Regions from separate parts of the Mus musculus genome. Here region 2 is linked to region 1. A link is a contact called in public promoter capture Hi-C data. All regions are on one chromosome and are shown on one strand. Each heading gives the region's core, a stretch centred on a gene start, on an enhancer-like site or on the middle of the called end of the contact. The rest is flanking DNA. Distances are from core to core; before and after follow the strand shown.

What was found. Promoter capture Hi-C pulls out the DNA fragments that hold promoters and counts their contacts.
Region 2: a promoter capture Hi-C map of hippocampal neurons shows a contact between it and region 1, with 3 times the contacts expected there. The contact joins the promoter of Klrb1a here to the promoter of Tex52 in region 1.

What each region holds. Positions count from the first base shown.
Region 1 is chr6:128,373,844-128,376,930 of GRCm38.p6, reverse strand. Tex52 (testis expressed 52) reads right to left here and starts at 1,421. Exons shown (of 3, transcript NM_027697.1): 1 at 1,332-1,421. The coding sequence starts at 1,412. It overlaps Foxm1 (forkhead box M1), which reads right to left. Exons shown (of 8, transcript NM_008021.4): 8 at 1,045-3,087. The coding sequence ends at 2,965.
Region 2 is chr6:128,621,256-128,624,342 of GRCm38.p6, reverse strand. Klrb1a (killer cell lectin-like receptor subfamily B member 1A) reads left to right here and starts at 1,409. Exons shown (of 6, transcript NM_010737.3): 1 at 1,409-1,612. The coding sequence starts at 1,510.

The DNA.
Region 1 (3,087 bases), core at 172-2,671:
AAACTGACAAGTCCCTATGTCACATGTGGAAAGACTCTGCTGCAGTAAGGAATTCACACAAGGTCTCAACTGAGTAGAGTTCGGGTTTAAGCTGTGTTCAAACTCAGTGTACTTAGCTATATGAAACACGGCGAAGAGCTTGTTCATAGTCAGCCCAGGACAGAAATGTCCCTCCCTCTCAGCCTCTCTAGGGCGTTCCTCACTCCAATACCCCCACCAGTTTCTTCGGTACCATCCCCAAGTCTTACTTCTTAAAATCAGAAACCCTAGTGCGTGTGTAAACACACACATGTCATAGCATGCATGTGGAGGCCCGAGGACAGCTTGTAGGAGCCTGTTCTTCCACCGTGTGCATTCTAGAGCTGGAACTCAGGCTGTCAGGTGCAGCAACTGATCTCAGCACCCGAGTCGGCTCAGTGGCCGCCTGCATGTTTGTTCTCTCTCTCCTTCCTCCCGGTTTTGTGAGGCGAGGTCTCACATGTACCCCTGTGGAGCAGGCTGGAGAATGCTAAAATGAAAGGCATGCCACGCTGGACCGAATTCCCTAAGTCTTCTACAAGAGGAGAGGTCTGTGAGCTAACACAAACATGCCTAGTCTATCCCAGGCATGACAGTAAGTGCTTGTAACTCCAGTTAGGAGGCAGCACTCCACAGGGTTGGCAATAACCTGGTCCAGCTGTGCATTTCAACCAGCGCTATATAGGGAGGCTCTGTCTCAAAATTAAACAAACAAAACCAAAACTGGTCATACTGGCACAGATTTATACTGCCAGCCCTTGAGAAGGTTGAGACAGAGATACTGCAGGCTGATAGTATCAAGCTAGCCCGAGCTACATAACAAGACTGCCTCAACAAAACGAAAAGCCCTAAAATCTGAAAATGTATCACAAATGCTAAAAAAATATCCACCCACCCACCCTGGGCAAAGGCATGGCGTCTCAAAGTGGAAAATTCCACATTTGACCTTTGTGATGAGCCTCAGTCAAATCATAGACATCCTAAAAATGCTGCATGCATTAAATCACCTCCAGGCTGTGTACGAGGTACATATGAAACAAAGGAATTTTATATTAAGTTTGGGGTCCTTGCCCAACATAGTTTGACATACATACACATACTCCAAAATCCAAAAGTAAATCCCAAAGCTAAGCACATTTCTGATCCCAAGTCCTTTAGATAAGGCCTCTTCAACCTGTTGCCCAGGCTTCTCCTTTCTGTTCTGAGCTCCAACTTAGGGTACCACAGGATGAAAGCAGAAACTGGCTTATGTACCAGAGACTACTGCTCAGGACAACCTGAAAGGCTGGCTGCGTTGTTGGGCCCCACTCTACCTTCAGGAAAGGCTCCCTGGTACGAGATACTTGGCTCAGGCTTGACTTTTGGAGGGATGTTTTCTTCGGGATGTTGGCCATTCTTCCTCTGAGCCACAGAGCCAGGAGAGGCGGCTTTGGAGGAAAGCCCTTTCTGGTACCATTGTTTGCTGCTAGGGTTGCTATGGTGATGCTTCCTGACTGGTGCTGCTGGGAGGAGGCCCTTGCCTGTCCTGGGAGGCTCCTCAGTCCCTGATGCTTTTCGCTGTCAGTTCTGGTTACAAACTTGGTAACAGGAGCTGCTGAGCGAGAGCCTTGCCTGGGAAGGCTCAGGAGCAGGAAGGGGGCTGGCTCCTGGGCTTGGAGCTGGGATAGAGGTGGTAATGAGACACCTACAACAGTTTCGGCTTTCAGGCCTGAATACTGAATGGAATGGGAGGGAATTGGAGGACTATAACTGCTGTTGTTACCAAGGGATCAACAAGGACCTAAGTCAGAGTCTGGTCCCATGGAACAAGGTCTGGGGTGGCAAGGAAGAGGTGGGCAGGGCAGGGAACAGTGGGAACTGGACTCTGTTGGCAGGATCTCATGTAGCATAGAGGGCTGATCCTCCAGCCTCTACCTCTCAAAGGCTGAGATTATAGATATGAATCATCGCAACAGACAAAGCTGGCAACCTCAGAGTCCAAGAAGGGTGCGGGAGAGAGCATCTGTGGAAGGCCCATGCAGCAGGGGCAGGCCTTGCCCATCACCCCCAGGCTCCACCTCTCGCTCAATTCCAAGACCAGTGCCACGGGCTTTATTTAGTAGGTAGTTACAGTAGTGTTGTTCTGTAGCTTGTAGAGTGGGGTCTAGGGTGGTTTTTTGCAAAGCTCAGGAGCAAGCTAAGGAAGCCAGGCAAGTGAGGGGTCACTTTCTCCTTCTCAGGCCTCAGCCTGAGATCTCAGTGGTAGACTCCCTGGCATGATTGGGAACACTATCAGAGAAACACCTAATAGGACTCCTGTGAGTACCCATGCTTTTGCTTCAGGCACACCCATCTCCCTACACCCGAATCCAATAGGCTTTCACAGCAGGATTTCTTCATGCAGTACCACTGACTTGGAGACTTGGGGAGCTGCGAGGAAAGGGCAGTAAGCAGGATCCTGGCACGGCAACCTGTATCTCTAGAAGCCTATAGCAGAACCCACAGTGTGGAGAGACTGCACTGCAGGTCCTTCCCCCAGAGGCCACAAGCAGAAGCAAAGTGCAACCCCGTCCCTCTCCCCATCCTGGCCATCTCTGGATAATGAGCTAAGGAAATACGCTTACATTTATAGTTACAGGACAACTTGGGGAGCTGACACCATTTATAAGGGTTACCCTGCCAGGAGCACCGAGTGACTAATGGGCACTTCCTGGTCCTCATGGCTCGTCACACCCACTTCACTTGCCAGCAGGGAGTGGAGGACTCGGACTCTGGGGGATCCTACTGCTTGCATAGGTCCTGGTGTGGCTTAGATGCGGCTATCATCTTGACATAATTAGGTCAAAGGGCACAGCTCAGCCCTTGCCTGCTAGCTTCCCTCAGACGGCTTGGGGTACCCTGAGCCACACAAGTGCCAGGATAGCAGGCGGCTTGAGTGGCAGGGGCAAGGCCTTGCCTCTATCGCAGCTAAGGGATGAACTGAGACCAGTTGATGTTGTCAGGGCCCAGAGGGTCCTCCTCCAGGCCAGGGAAACTGATGTCTAGAAGGATCTTGCTGAGGCTATCATTCATTGTGTCCAGGACAAGGCC
Region 2 (3,087 bases), core at 160-2,659, 250 kb before region 1:
ATCCCCGTGGACCTTCAGGACAGGGCAGAGCCAGAGCAGCAAGTGGGGCTCTGCCCTCAGTGTTTTTCCTGTTGTGTCAGTCATGAATTCTTCCCACAGTCATGACATGTCCACATCTCACAGCTTCCTTCACAGCATGACTGTTTCAGGAGGATCTTAGAGCTTCAACTCATGTCACATATAACTGTGGACTTGCACATATTACTATTTATTTTTACAACATAGCATAGTATATTGTTGTATCTTGATTGCCAGTAAATTGGTAAAAGAAGTCACTTAAGTTTGAATTGAGGAAGAATGTTGCATTTCACAGACCCTGGGCTGCATTCACCTTGAGAGAATTGTGGGAAGCCACATGTGCCGTTGCAAGGTGGCACTGGCTTCCGCTGGCCACCACGCATACATAGGCAGTAAAGTTTTTTGCCAAGATGAGGTTTTGAGAATTAACCAATCAGATGAGAGAGAAGCTAGCCAATCAGATGAGAGTCAAGTTAACCAATCAGATGTGAGAAATGCAAATGAGGTGGTAAGCATAACCCATGCATAACCAATCCGGGTGTGAGACACACCTCTCCTAGGCCTATATAAGCAGCACCAGTTCTGGGCTTGGGATCTCTTTGCCTCTGCTATCAAGCTCTCCCAATAAACTTGTGCAGAAGGATCCTGTTGCAGCATCGTTCTTGCTGGTGAGTCGGGCGCACGCAAGAGAGAATAACTCAAAACAAATGGTTACCAGATTCAGAACAAAAGAAGACCACATGTTACACCTTCCTTTCTTAAGACAATAACATGTAATGAGAGCAGATGCAGAGACCCACAGCCAAACATTAGGCAGAGCTCAGGAGCCCCATGAAAGTGGCAGAGGAAGGATTGTGGGAGCCAGAGGCATGGAGGACACCAGGAGAACATGGCCCACAGAATCATCTAAGCAGGGCTCATAGGGACTCACAGAGCCTGAAGCAGCAGTCATGAAGCCTGCATGGGTCTGCACTAGGCCCTCTGTATATATGCTATAGCTGTAAGCTTGGTGTTTTTCTGGAATTCCTAACAGTTGGAGTTCAGGTATCTCTGACTCTTTTCCCTGCTCATGGGAATCTTTTCCTCCTACTGGACTGTCTTATCCAGCCCTGGTAAGAGGGTTTGTGCCCTCTTATTGCATCTTGTTATCCTGTATTCAGTTGATGTCACTGGGAGGCCTGCTCTTTTCTGAAGGGAAACAAAGGAGCAGTGGATGGGGGAGTGGAGAGGAAGGGGAACTGGGAGGAAAGAAGGGAGGGAAGGCTGTGGTCAGAGTGTTTTGCGTGGGAGAAGAATAAAGAAAAGAAAAAAGACAGCAGTGTGTAAGCTGTGTGGGCAGGACAGACAGCAAGGTCAGTCGGTAACCATGGAGAAACCCTCAGAGACAGGAGTCAGTGGGTGTAGGCACAGAGCAGAGCATTCACAGAGGACTTCCTTTTGCTCACTTCACCCCAAAGGCCTTGGAGTTTGCCCCTGCTCACCAGTTCAGTGATGCATCTCCTATGCACAATGGACACAGCAAGGGTCTACTTTGGTTTAAAGCCACCCAGGACTCCAGGGGCTTGGCATGAGTCACCCCCATCTCTTCCCCCAGGTCAGTCACTTTATTTTTCCTTGTAGTATTAAAATATCTTCCAGAGTTATGATTTTCTTACAGTTTTAAGTTATTGCTATGAAAGTGAGCAACCATCTACCAGCGCTGAAGAGTGTAGATGGCTACAACTTTGGATTAATAAAAAGCTCATCGGTTCCATCTTTAATCAGTCAGTCAGTGTGAAACTTGGGTAGGCATTCCTTTTGTCTTTAGCTACGGGCCCTGAAGAAAGGATATTTTACATCTACAAGGAGAAAGTAAGGCAGACTCACTATAAAGCATCTTGCCTGGTCCAAACTTCTCTACAGAACACAAACACCACGACTCCTCTCCGTGCCATTCTAGCACTGAGCACTGGAGGAGTTGAGGGATGTAGCACCCTGTTTGCCAGAAATGTGGAAGACTGATAGGAGGCATTTATGAAGGGTACCATGACTTAGGGATGGATGAAAAGAGACAGACACAGAGGCCAAAAGTATGTCTACAGTGGTCATGGTATGGTATGGAGTTCTGTGACATAACTGAGTTTCCTTATCTAAAACTGCAGTGCTTAAAATCTAACCTTTCTATACTGTGTCAAGAATGTGAACCCACAACTCTTTAAGGCTGTTTGTCAGAAACTAGTTTTAAAAAATAGTTTGGAGGGCTGGTGAGATGGCTCAGTGGGTTAGAGCACCCGACTGCTCTTCTGAAGGTCCAGAGTTCAAATCCCAGCAACCACATGGTGGCTCACAACCATCCGTAACGAAATCTGACTCCCTCTTCTGGAGTGTCTGAAGACAGCTACAATGTACTTACATATAATAAATGAATAAATCTTTAAAAAAAATAGTTTGGAAAAAAGTACAAAGAAAAAAGTCACCAAAACTGCGTTATAAACTTTACATTGTTTCTGGGAAAGTGGAGGGTTTTGTTGATCAGAGTGGGATTTGAGGGAGCCAGTTATGTGTGGTAGGTGCAGGCAAGTGCTTGTTTTCCCTATTTATGACTGCAAACATGGAGAAGGGACTTGAGAAGCTAAAGGTTGGGGTTCTGTTTTCCCACTGAGTCTAGTCAGCTCTGCCAGTGTGTGCATGGTTTTTGGGTCATGCCCTGGAGCACAGGTGGCCTCTTAGGAACTGTATCCTAGAACAAAACTGACTCTCCCACTCCTAGCAGCCATCAGCTGTCAATGACTCCCCAGATGACATTGGAAGTCCATACCCAACTCCCCCCACCATGCTGGACCTTTGCCTGACTTGAGTTTTTGAAGGTCTTGTGCAGGCTATTACAAATGGCATGAGTTCATATGTGCAACTGCCCTGCTGTGTCTGAAAGACAGTGTTTCATTACAGTTGTCCACCATCTCTGACTCTGCAGTTATTCTGTCCCCTCTGCTGTGATGATGGCAGAGCCTTGGTTAGGGATGGGATGAGATGCAGATGTGCCACTTAGGGCTGAGTACTTCATAGTCTCTTATTCTCTACTTGTTCTGG